Linked DNA regions of Sus scrofa: all the other regions are linked to region 1. A link is a contact called in public Hi-C and HiChIP or PLAC-seq data. All regions are on one chromosome and are shown on one strand. Each heading gives the region's core, a stretch centred on a gene start, on an enhancer-like site or on the middle of the called end of the contact. The rest is flanking DNA. Distances are from core to core; before and after follow the strand shown. Region 1 holds the start of KCNK3 (potassium two pore domain channel subfamily K member 3). Region 2 holds the start of CIB4 (calcium and integrin-binding family member 4). Region 3 overlaps KCNK3 (potassium two pore domain channel subfamily K member 3).

Region 1 (3,447 bases), core at 318-2,817:
TGGGCTATGCCAAGTGGCAGTGAGCCCCTGGGAACTCAGCCAAGGCCAGGAGGGGGACAGGGAGAGGAGGCTGAGTGGGAAAGATGGAGGAAACAGCTCCTGGAGGCATCCCCATGGCCTTCGGATGAAGGTGGGCTGGGGGGACATCAGGACTGGGAGGAGCCCTTGAGATCACTTCATCATGGTCTGGAAGTGAGCTTGAGACCCAGGCAGGGGAAGGGACTTGCCCAAGGTCATACAGCGGGAGGCGAGGTGGAGCCGGGCTGGACTTAATCTTGGGAGTGGGTGAGGTGTTTATTCCCGTTTGGACACTTTTGACGAGCACATCAAGGGCCTCACGGGAGAGACTTTCCTGCATAACTGCTGGTGTGCTTTGTGTGTGTTCCTGTGTATGTCCTGTGTGTGCTTGTGTGTGTACCTGTGTGTGCACCTGTGCCTATGTCGTGAGAGTCTGACCATGTGTCTGTGCTATGCACCAGTCTGCCCTGGCTTGAAGAAGAGAGCCGGGGCCATCCCTGTGAGGTGCCTGTTTTCCTGGGACAGCAGTAAAGAAAGCCGACAGGGCTGGATTTGGCTTCCAGCACTAGCTCTGCTGCCCTAAGAAAATTAAAGGCCCTGGCTGGCAGAGCGGAAACTCCTGGAGCTGGACGGGGACACACACACACACACACACCCACACACACACACACCCCAAGCAGTACTCTTCGCCACAGTTACGGGGTGTTTCAGGCACCCAGAGTGGCCTGGTGTGCCTTGAAGTGCCAAGTACCTGCATCCCTGGAGCCCCAGCCGGTGTAGATCCGCCGGGGTCCGGGAGCCCCTCTGCAGCGACACTGACACGGAGGAGTCGAGCGCTCCCCCGGCACTCACCCTCGGCGCCCGGCTCCAGGGCCTGGCCCGGCCACACCCCTCCTCCTCAGCCTCCGCCAGTCGTTCCTGCCCCTCTCACACACTTCAGAGTCCCCTGGGGCCCTCTCGCAGCCTGGCAGGGACAAGTTGGGGCTGGCCCTGCCGGAGAGTCAGGTCCGGAGCCAGGATTCGACGCTTCCCCCGAGCCCTGTCCCCGCGGAGCAGACACGCCAGGCTGAACTCGGGTTTCTGGGAGCGCGGAGTTCGGCGCCTACCCCTTCTCCAGGGGGAACCTCCCCAACCCCAGCCGGCTCCCGACTCCCCTAGAACCGGGCGCCCAGCCCCCGGGTCCCCGCCCGGCGAGTAGTTACCGATGGTGGTGATGACGGTGATGGCGAAGTAGAAGGAGCCGGCGAAGCGCCACTGCACGCCGGCCTTGTGCGGCTTGAGGCGCAGCACGACGCGCTCGAGCTCCTCGTAGCCGCCCTGGCTGAGGTTGTAGCGCGCCCGCAGCTCCTGCTGCCGCAGCTCCAGCCGCTGCCGCTCGATCATCTCCGGCTCCGACTCCAGCGCGTCGAAGACCGCGGCGCCCACCAGCAGGTAGGTGAAGGTGCACACGATGAGCGCCAGCGTGCGCACGTTCTGCCGCTTCATCGTCCCGCCCGGGCCGCCGCCGGCCCCCCGGCGCCCCCGGCCCGCGCCCCGGCCCCGGCCGCCGCTGCTGCTGCCCCGGAGGCGGCCTGGGGCATGGCTGCGCTCGCCGCTCCCCCGCGCCGGGCACCCACTCCGCGCCCCGGGGCCGCCGCCGCCAACGCCGCCGCCGCTGCCGCCGCCGCCGCCGCCGCCGCCGCGGAGCTGTCCCTTCAGCACCACCCACCGCCCTCCTCCGCCCGGCCCTGCTCCCGCCCCCCGCCCCCGCCCCCCGCCCGCAGGCCGCCTCCTCCCGCCAGCCCTCCCGCCCAGCCAAATAAGGACTGGGGAGACGCGCCGAGGGAGGGAGCAGGGGGGCTGGCGGAGGGGGAAGGGGGGGGGAGCGAGCGGGAGAGCGTGGAGGGACCGGGCAGGACCGAGAGAGACAGCGAGAGAGCGGGAGCGAGAGGGAGAGGGCGAGCCCGGCGAAAGCGAAGTAGCCAGAGAGACGCAGAGAACTCTAGACGAAGAGGGAGAAAAAGAGGCAGAGGGGGGGTGTGACAGACGAGGAGAGCCAACCCGAGGTAGACTCAGAGACTCAGGAAAAAGAGGCAGGCAGAAAAACACAGGGCGAGAGCGGCTCAGAGCGCAAGATGGAAACAGAAAGAGCAGGAGACGGAGCCAGAGAGACCTGGATGGCTGGCGATAAACCGATGCCACAGAGACAGAAAGCAAACAAGAGGGAAAGAGCCCGCAGATCAATTCCTCTACCCCGCCCCCCCCATCCCTCCGCCAACATCAGGACAGGCTATGCTGGAAGGGACCTCGGGCCTTGCTGTCCCGCCTTTTGCTATGTGGATGAGGAAAGCGAGCACAGGGAGCTCTGGTGACATGCAAGGGCACGGGGTAAGGCTCCACCAAGCTTTCCCTCCTCCCAGGCTACAAGCCTCTGCCATGCTGCTGGCTGTCTTAGAAGCAGGAGGGCACAGCTGTGGACCTGGGCACATGTGGGCCGGCACCCAAGGGGAAGCCCTGCTCTTGTGAAAAGTGTCCCTTCCCAGGTCCGCACAGCTCCTGGATCTGGCTGAGGAAGCACAGACGGGTAGCCTAGGCCAGGAGCACCCAGTCCCAGGGCCTCCTCTCTGCTCCGCAGGGGCCGTCTGTCTTAACAGCTATGGCGCTCGACCTGCACCGGCTGGCGGGGCTGGGCTTGGGCTGGGCTGCCAGCGACAGCTCTGGACACCACCAGGGGGCATCCCAACAGGACTGGGATCTAGTTGAAATAGGGTTGGTGGGGGCCCAGATCCGGAGGCTTGCTGACAACCTGGAGGAGCCAGGAGACCTCCTTCGACACCTCGGTTTCTTCGTTTGTCCACATGGGGCAGTGGTGGCGAGGAGGGCAAGCTGCGGGACCTCAGGCGAGGAGGCGTCCTTATCTCCTCGGTGAGGTGCCAGGGCAGATGATCCCAGAGGCCTCGCTTCGCTCCAGACAGCTCCAACTTGGATGGGCTGAGGGAGCAGAATGATTGGAATGCAAATCCCACTGCCAAGGAGGGTCAAAAAGTCTTTCACTGGACCCTGGCATAGGCCACAGGGAGACATGAGAGAGGCCCCAAGGCCCCTGATGGAAGGTAGTTCAGGAGGCAGCCAGCCAGAAGCGGAAGCACCATCTGCCTACATCCTGGGCTGACCTGTCGGCGCCGGTCACTACACTGATTCTCCCAGGAGTGCCACCAATGCATTCCTTCCTTCCACCATTCATTCAACAAGGATGCATCAAGCCTCTGCCCTGTGTCAGGCGAGGCTTGTTACATTTTTTATCTTGAATCCTTATCCACAGTCCTGAAAGGAAGGGATGTTATGTCCATTTTATAGATGAGCAAACAGAGGCTGAAGGCAATGCAGATAATTCCCTGAGGGCATTCAGCTGGGAAAAGACTCCCATTGACCTCCCAAGCCCATGCTCTT
Region 2 (3,447 bases), core at 275-2,774, 56 kb after region 1:
TTTGGAGGAGGAGAAAATTTTGTGGCAGCTGAGATGCAGCCACGATTCATCTGCGGGCAGCCCACCCACTGGGTGGCCTGGGAAGGCCTGAAGTCGGGGCAGGGCCCTCCCCACAGCCCCCCTCCCCAGAAGGCTCTCGTGGGCGGGGGTGGGGAGGTGGGGCTGAGACTCTTTCACTTGGATGGGGGGAGGCCGGCCCTTTAGAGGTGGGTAGACAGCCCGAAAAGCCTAGTTTAGGGTTCAGACCCCACACTCTACCTCTTCTGAGCTGTATGGCCTTGGGCAGCCTCCTTCAACTCTCTGAGCCTCAATTTACCCATCTATAGCAATGATCACCCCTGTACCTCTCCCGCTGGGTTGCTGGGAAGATTCAATGCGTGTATACGCTCGAATGCACCCAGCACACAGAGCCTGAGAAACAAGAAGGGGGGTGACAATGGCAGTGAGGACTCCTTTTCTTCTGCCCTCCCCCAGTCCCACCCCCATCCTGCTGTCCTCCTGAGACCTCCCTCTTGGGGGCTCCTGGGGTTTAAAAAGCTTTGGTGTCCACCGCTCTGACCTTCGCACTGACCCCAGTGTGACCTTAGGCAAGGCGCGTTGCTTCATCTCCTTGAGCCTCAGTGTCCGCATCTGTAAAATAGACAACGATCCCTTCCTTGTAGGATGGTGATGCAAGTTCCACGAAAGACAAATGTCTCTGTGAGTTGGCAGCAGGCAGTCGGCACCCCAGTGGGGAACCAGTGTGGGGGATGGTGGGAGCGGCCCAGCCTGGGCGCTGGCCATACAGGTGCATGGCCTCAGGGAATTCTTGAAAGTTAATAAAATGCGCTCGAAGTCAGTCTGCCTTTTATCACCCCACCCCAGCAATTCTAACAATTCCTGCTTCGGGCTGGGGCAGACCACTCCCAGCGCCCCCTTCAGCTGCAGGCCACTGGACCTGCCAGCTCCGATGGCTTTCCTCTCCTCCCTGCAGTCATCCTTAGCATCCCTCCCTCAGCCCATTCGTTCCTGGAGATGGTCTCTGCTCCCCCATTCCACACCCCACTTTTGGGCTTCCTGCCCACCTTGCCCGTGTAAAGTTCAGGGCCCCCTTACAAGGCTGATGGAGTCCATTCTCCCAGAATGTGGGCTGGGAGGGACATGGGGTCATGGCCGGCCCCCTCTTGACCTAGGGCAGACGTGGCTCCCACCCACTTCCTCTCGCACAGCCAGCTCCCCCTACCTGCCCATCCCTCGTAAGCAAAACCCCTTGGCGCAGGGAGGAGGCGGGCAGACAGAGACATTGATTATAGGATCGATGCGGACACCTGCTTAGTCCCACAGTCTGGAGCCAGCTCGCTGGCCTCGGGTGGCTGCGTGGTTTGCTGGCTGCAGGCAGTTGGGTTCTAATCCTGACTCGGCCACACCCACAAGCGACCTCTTTTTTCTGGGCTGAGGGTGGGCCTGTGCAGATGGCCCCGGGGTGGTGCACTGGCTTCCCCAAGGCCCTGCTGTTTTCTTCATCCGTAAATGAGGGGCTGGAGGAATGAGGACAGAAGGCCCTTCCAGGGCACTTGCAAGCTGTGTTCAGGCTACAGGGCACCTTCGTGTACCTTTCCTTGGGCCTGGCTTATCCTTAAATCCCCGGGACACACTGGAGCCTGAGGGATGTTTCTGCAAGGGCAGAATGATTTATAACTGCCTTCTCTATGTCAATCAATCCTGAGTCCCCTTCCTCCCAAGACAGCTTGCAGGCGAAGGGGGCAGCCTGCTGGTCCCCACTCCCAGCCCACCATGCCTCTCTTCTCAGCATCCATGACTCCTTCCTGAAGCTCTGCCCCCCTGGAAAATACTACAAGGAGGCCACGCTGACCATGGACCAGGTCAGCTCCCTGCCGGCCCTGAGGGTGAGTCCAGTGGAGGTGGGGGTGGAGGGGGTGGAGGTGGCATCACTGGGATTCACTGAAGCACACAAAGTGCTGGTCTGGAGTTTCCATTGTGACTCAGGGGGTCACGAACCTGACAAGTATCCATGAGGATACAAGTTCAATCCCTGGCCTCGCTCAGTGGGTTAGGGATCCAGCGTTAACGTGAGCTGTGATATAGATTGAAGATGAGACTCAGATTCCATGTGGCTGTGGCTGTGGCTGTGGCCGGCAGCTGTAGCTCTGATTTGACCCCTAGCCTGGGAACCTCCATATGTGGCAGGTTTGGCTCTAAAAACCAAAAAAAAAAAAAAGGGAAGAAAGAAAGAAAAAGAAAAGACTAGTCTCAGCAGGGTCCTCGCCTGAATGGGCGGAGTGGTCCCCTAGGCCCCTTGCACTCCGACAGGCTGCGCTGTGCCCCCGACTCCCAATCTTTTAGGGACCATCCTTGAGCCTTTGTCTCTGTTGTGAAAAAGGCCCTGCCCTTCCCCCGCCCCAGGGCTCCTGGAAAAGCCCAGAGGTGCACAATACAAGGGCTCCCCAATCACTCCTGAGAGTTTAATTAAACCTTGTGCAAAGCACAGCGAGGCGATGTCAGGTTAACAAATCATGGCGCTGTCAGGCGTTCCGAGTTTTCATTCGGATCTTGGCAGAATAATGGTTCGAAGGTGTCATTGTGCAATGGGAGTCTGTCTTCCTTTCTGTCTGGAACAAGAGGGCTCTGAGAGCTGTGGGCGCCTCTTTAAAGGCTGGGAGGGGCCTGAGAGGGGCGGGGTCGTGAAGGAGAGACCACTTGGGGGAGGGGGCCACCCCTCTGATGGGACAGACCTGTCCCAGGAGGAACATAGGGCCCGGGGCTTGCGATAGAGGCAGGAGCTGGGACAACAAGGGAACCAGGAGGGATGCGGAGGGGGGAGCGGGATGGGGGAGCTGGGAGCCGAATCCTCAAAAAGATGATGTAACTGGATGTGCCTGTACCGGAGACAAAAATGGGGAGCCTGTCCTCCTGAGACCCCCCTTCTCACACGCACACCCCTGCACGCCCTGCAGCCCTACACACACAAGTCCACACCCACAAACACGTGTACGCCAGGAGGGGGACTTCTCTCAGACCATCCACTCAGGGCAGCCCAAAGGCGAGGCTGAACCGGCGGAGGGTGGGGTCCCCGGTCCGGCCCAGAATAGCTGAATGTTAAGCTTGGAAGGAAACTTAGAAACCGCCAGCCTAATCACTGTCCAAGGCTCTCTGCCTTGGTTTTATCCATCGGAAAATCGAGTTCCCAAGAGGGAAACAATTCACCCAGGACCACGTGACACAACAGAACCTGAAAGTCAGGCGGGACTCTGACCTCCGCGTCTAATCAGGGTTTGGCTCAGTGCTGACATGAGCCTGGGACTGCCAGGCGCCCTGGGGAGAAGCTGGCAAAGACCTGCCCTGGAGGGCTGGCACGGAGGGTGTTGCGTGACCCGTGGCCCCAGCACTCTGCATGGACCCAGCACACCCTAGTCACGCCTGGGGGCTCGGATCTGAGCCCCAGAGGAG
Region 3 (3,447 bases), core at 506-3,005, 33 kb before region 1:
CAGAGCAACCTGCCTTTGAATTAGAGGCAAGGTGGCTTCAAAGACCTGGCTGTTTTCTATACCCAGAAAAGGAGCTGACTCGTACTGCTGTTGGCAACTTAAGTCTAGAGGCAGTATGGATAGAGGGAACGGTACCGGCGAGTCAGTTGGGAGACCTGGGTTTTGGTTTAGTGTCTGTGGGCTTTGGACCTCTTCCGTGTCTTTCTGGGCCTCTGTTTCCTTGACTGTAATGGGTGGAGGTTGGACCAAACGAGTTCTGACATTCTGGGATTCAGTGTGAAGGGGGGAACCTGGGGCACAGATGCGTCTTGATGACTTCCTTAATTTCAGCCAAAGCTTAGGATGGTAGTTCGAGCCTGGGGCCCTCCAATCTCCCAGAGGCAGCAGCAGGTCCACCCATGTCAGAGAAGGAGAAAGGAGACAGTTCCCTCCCGCCATGACTTAATGCTCCAGAGTCCTCATCAGACCCAGTCTGGGGCCCGGGGGTCATCCTCTGTGCCTGGTCCCAAAGTAGGGTCTGTCCTCAAGGGGATGTGGCATTGTCTTTGTCAAAGGAAGAGCCCTGGTGGTTCTTCCAGGTGTTACTATCACCAGTCAGACAACCTCAACCCCTATCATGCCCCCCCCCCCCAGTTCCTCCGCCCTCAGTGGGCCAGGAGCCAGGCAGAGGCAAAGCCTCCCTCCAAGCCAGCCAGCCAGCCAGTCACATGGCCTAAGTCAAGAATTCTGCCTGAAGACTCCAAGGGGAAAGGACCCAAGATGGTAACTTAAAAGCCCTAGGCACAAGTTCTGGCCCTGTCGCTAGTGGCTGTGTGACCTTGGGCAAATCGCTCACCCTCTCTGAGCATGTTTCCCCAACTGTAAAATAATGTCTGCTGGTCTGGCCCTGCTTCCTTCGCTGATCTGTTAAGATATTTATCACTTTTATTAATAGGATTATTATAATAAAATAATGCTGACAGGCTCTCCATTTTTTCCTCCTTGCTAAACTTTAGCAAAACTTCATCAAATGCTTCTTCTTCCATGCAGGTGTCCCGGATTGCTCACAGCTGAAAGTGATCCCTGCTTTGAGTGGCACTGAGAATGTTCAATTTCGAAGTCCAGGGTCATTGTTACCACCGTCCCCTGCTCTGTCCCTCAGGTCCCTAAACTACGTATGGACAGCTCAGTACTCCCTTGGGGTGGAAGGCGTGGGTACTGCTGGACCTTGTCGTCTTCCCTGGTCCCCCTCCGCATAGGCAGCCACACCCATGGGGTATGCCCCAAATACGGCTCGTCTGATGAATTGATGACAGGGCAGCATACCATCTGCTTTGGCGTCTGATTTGAACTCAGATTCCTGACTCTGCCACGGACTGTGTTTTTTTAAAATCCTCCCTGAGCCTTGGTTTCCACATCTATAACATAGGGCTAATAAGTCGCGCCTGCATCACCGGGCTTTTGGGGAGAAATAAGCGAGATAACATGTGTAGTGCCTTTAGCGTACAGCCTGGGGCATAGCAAGCGCTCAGTAACAGCTCCGTGTGATTCGTGATGAATGAAGCCAGATTTCCCTCAGGTTTCCAATCGATCACCTGGGCTGGGGGACAGCTCGGTTCCGGTAAAGGTGTTGTCTCTGTCAGCCCAAGGCCACGTGACTCTTAAAGCCCAGGGAGGTCTGGGGACAGCTGCCCTGGGGCGTGTGAGGCTGTGGGCTGCCCTTAGAATGGGCTTCTCTGCCCCCTAGCTGTGGCATCTAGCTGGTGACTGTGTCCCCATTTGCCAGGGGCCTGGCTAGCTGAGCTCTGGAGCCGTCATGCCTGGCCCGTTTGCGCCCCAGCGGGGTGAGAACAGATTGTGCCCGCCAGCTCGGCCCCAGCAGCCAGACCACAACTCACCTCGACAGCTGGGCCGGCTCGGAGCCAGAGCAGCTTCTCATCCTGTCCTTCCCTGTCCCCCAGGCCGGCACAGCACGGAGCGTGGGGGAGGGCATGGCACTGAGACTGGGGCCTCACAGCGAGTGGGAGGCATGGACCAGCCCAGCTTGACCATGAGCTGGCTGTGTGACCTTGGGCTAGTCCTGTCCCCTCTCTGGGCCTCTCTTGTCTGGTCTGCACTCTCAGGGGTTGAGCTCTGACTGCGAATCCCCACCCTGCCACCATTGCCAGAGCTGGACCGTTGCCAGTCAGCAGTAGAGACTGGGCATGAAGGTGCTTTGAAACCTGTGGTGTTGAGAAATGAAACGGCGGTAATGGGACTCGCAGGGGAAGGTCATTCTGAGGGTGGGCAGTCTCGGGGGGTCAGGCAGCTGTATCCTACCATCGAGGAAAGGGACCCCCCTCTCGCCACCACTGCTCCCTCGCCCTGTATTTGTTCATAAGCTGCGACTGCTCCAAGTCCACTGTCCTTTAGGAAAAACCAGTGTCTGCCGGCCCAGAGGCCTCCCTGCCTCCTGCGGATGGCTCACAAAGTCCCCCAGCTTCAGGAAAGCCCTCACGCATCTGGATCCAGCCCGCATCCCAGCAGACACGGTGGCCGCCTTCTTCTGCCAGGGCCTGGCCCCCTGTCCTCCCTGCCCCCGCCTGCCCAGATCCTGAGTGCCCTCTTGCTCTCCCTGTCTCCAGCCACAAGCGACAGGCTCCATCCCCTGTCTGCCTCCTGTTGAATTTAGCGATTTTTTTCATAGCGAAGGGCCCATCCAGGCTTAACCAAAGGCCCCTAGGCCCGAGCCTCACGTGCTGCTACAGCCACCAACGTGTGTCCAGGGTGGCCCCAGCCTAGACGTGCCTGGCCCTTGAGCCGGATGCCCCCAGGGCCTGCTCTCGCTTCCTACCACAGGCTAAGGTCTTATCTTTCAGATACATTTTTAACTTTAATCCACAAAACTCCTACACGGTCATTATTCTGACTATCTCTGCTTTATAGCTGGAGCAGGGAAGGCTGGAGCAGCCTTGTGACTTGGCCAAGACCGCTAGGGCTTTCTGACTCATCACTCAGATGCCTCAGAGCCAGTTTACCATTCAGGAAGGGCCACCCGCGCGGGAAACTGAGGCCCGAGCATCGCACTGGGAGCCTCATCCTGGGGCACTGCCCTGAGCTGGACAGGGCGGAAGTGGCAACAGGGTACGATATCCAGGGATTCAGATGCTCTTCCAAGCCTCAGACCTGGGGCAGTGTGACCCCGCCCCTTCGCCTGTTGTCTTGTCACTGGGTGAAAGGGCGAGGGAGCCTCGAGGACCTGCTGACGTGGGTGCCCAGCATGGAGGGCTGCCAGTTGGGGTGGAGCCAGTCCCCGGGGTTGGGGGTGGGGGCCCTGGGACTTCTGGGAAGTAACTGGGAGTTTGGCAAGGCCCGTCTGCCTGCCAGCGGGCCGGCCGCCTGCCCAGTGCTTGCCCACATCAGACTTGGGTTTACAAGGGAGACAGGAACGAAAAGGAGTCCCCATCTCCTTCTTGTCCAGCCCTGCGT

Evidence for each region. Hi-C and Micro-C count contacts between places; a contact is called where the count stands out from the background. HiChIP or PLAC-seq counts read pairs in DNA pulled down with a chosen protein or histone mark.
Region 2: a contact with region 1 is called in a Hi-C map of epiblast stem cells, with 1.6 times the contacts expected there. The contact joins the promoter of CIB4 here to the promoter of KCNK3 in region 1. A contact is called at or near these places in 2 of 47 Hi-C or Micro-C datasets (epiblast stem cells and liver).
Region 3: a contact with region 1 is called in an H3K27ac HiChIP or PLAC-seq map of skeletal muscle. The contact joins the enhancer-like site here to the promoter of KCNK3 in region 1. A contact is called at or near these places in 7 of 47 Hi-C or Micro-C datasets (adipocytes, embryonic fibroblasts, fetal heart ventricle and 4 more) and 1 of 2 datasets of contacts at active chromatin or transcription factors (skeletal muscle).

The regions. Positions count from the first base shown.
Region 1 is chr3:112,357,645-112,361,091 of Sscrofa11.1, forward strand. It overlaps KCNK3 (potassium two pore domain channel subfamily K member 3), which reads right to left and starts at 1,568. Exons shown (of 2, transcript NM_001315680.1): 1 at 1,221-1,568. The coding sequence starts at 1,503.
Region 2 is chr3:112,414,185-112,417,631 of Sscrofa11.1, forward strand. It overlaps CIB4 (calcium and integrin-binding family member 4), which reads left to right and starts at 1,525. Exons shown (of 5, transcript XM_021087727.1): 1 at 1,525-1,886. The coding sequence starts at 1,689.
Region 3 is chr3:112,323,961-112,327,407 of Sscrofa11.1, forward strand. All of the region lies in intron 1 of KCNK3 (potassium two pore domain channel subfamily K member 3), which reads right to left. Among named protein-coding and RNA genes, the nearest start is that of SLC35F6, 29 kb to the left of the region's middle. Within about 2 kb of position 1,756, at least 12 of the 83 cell types and tissues checked have an H3K27ac peak or open chromatin away from gene starts, as enhancers often do. A contact at or near this core is called in skeletal muscle, where this site is marked.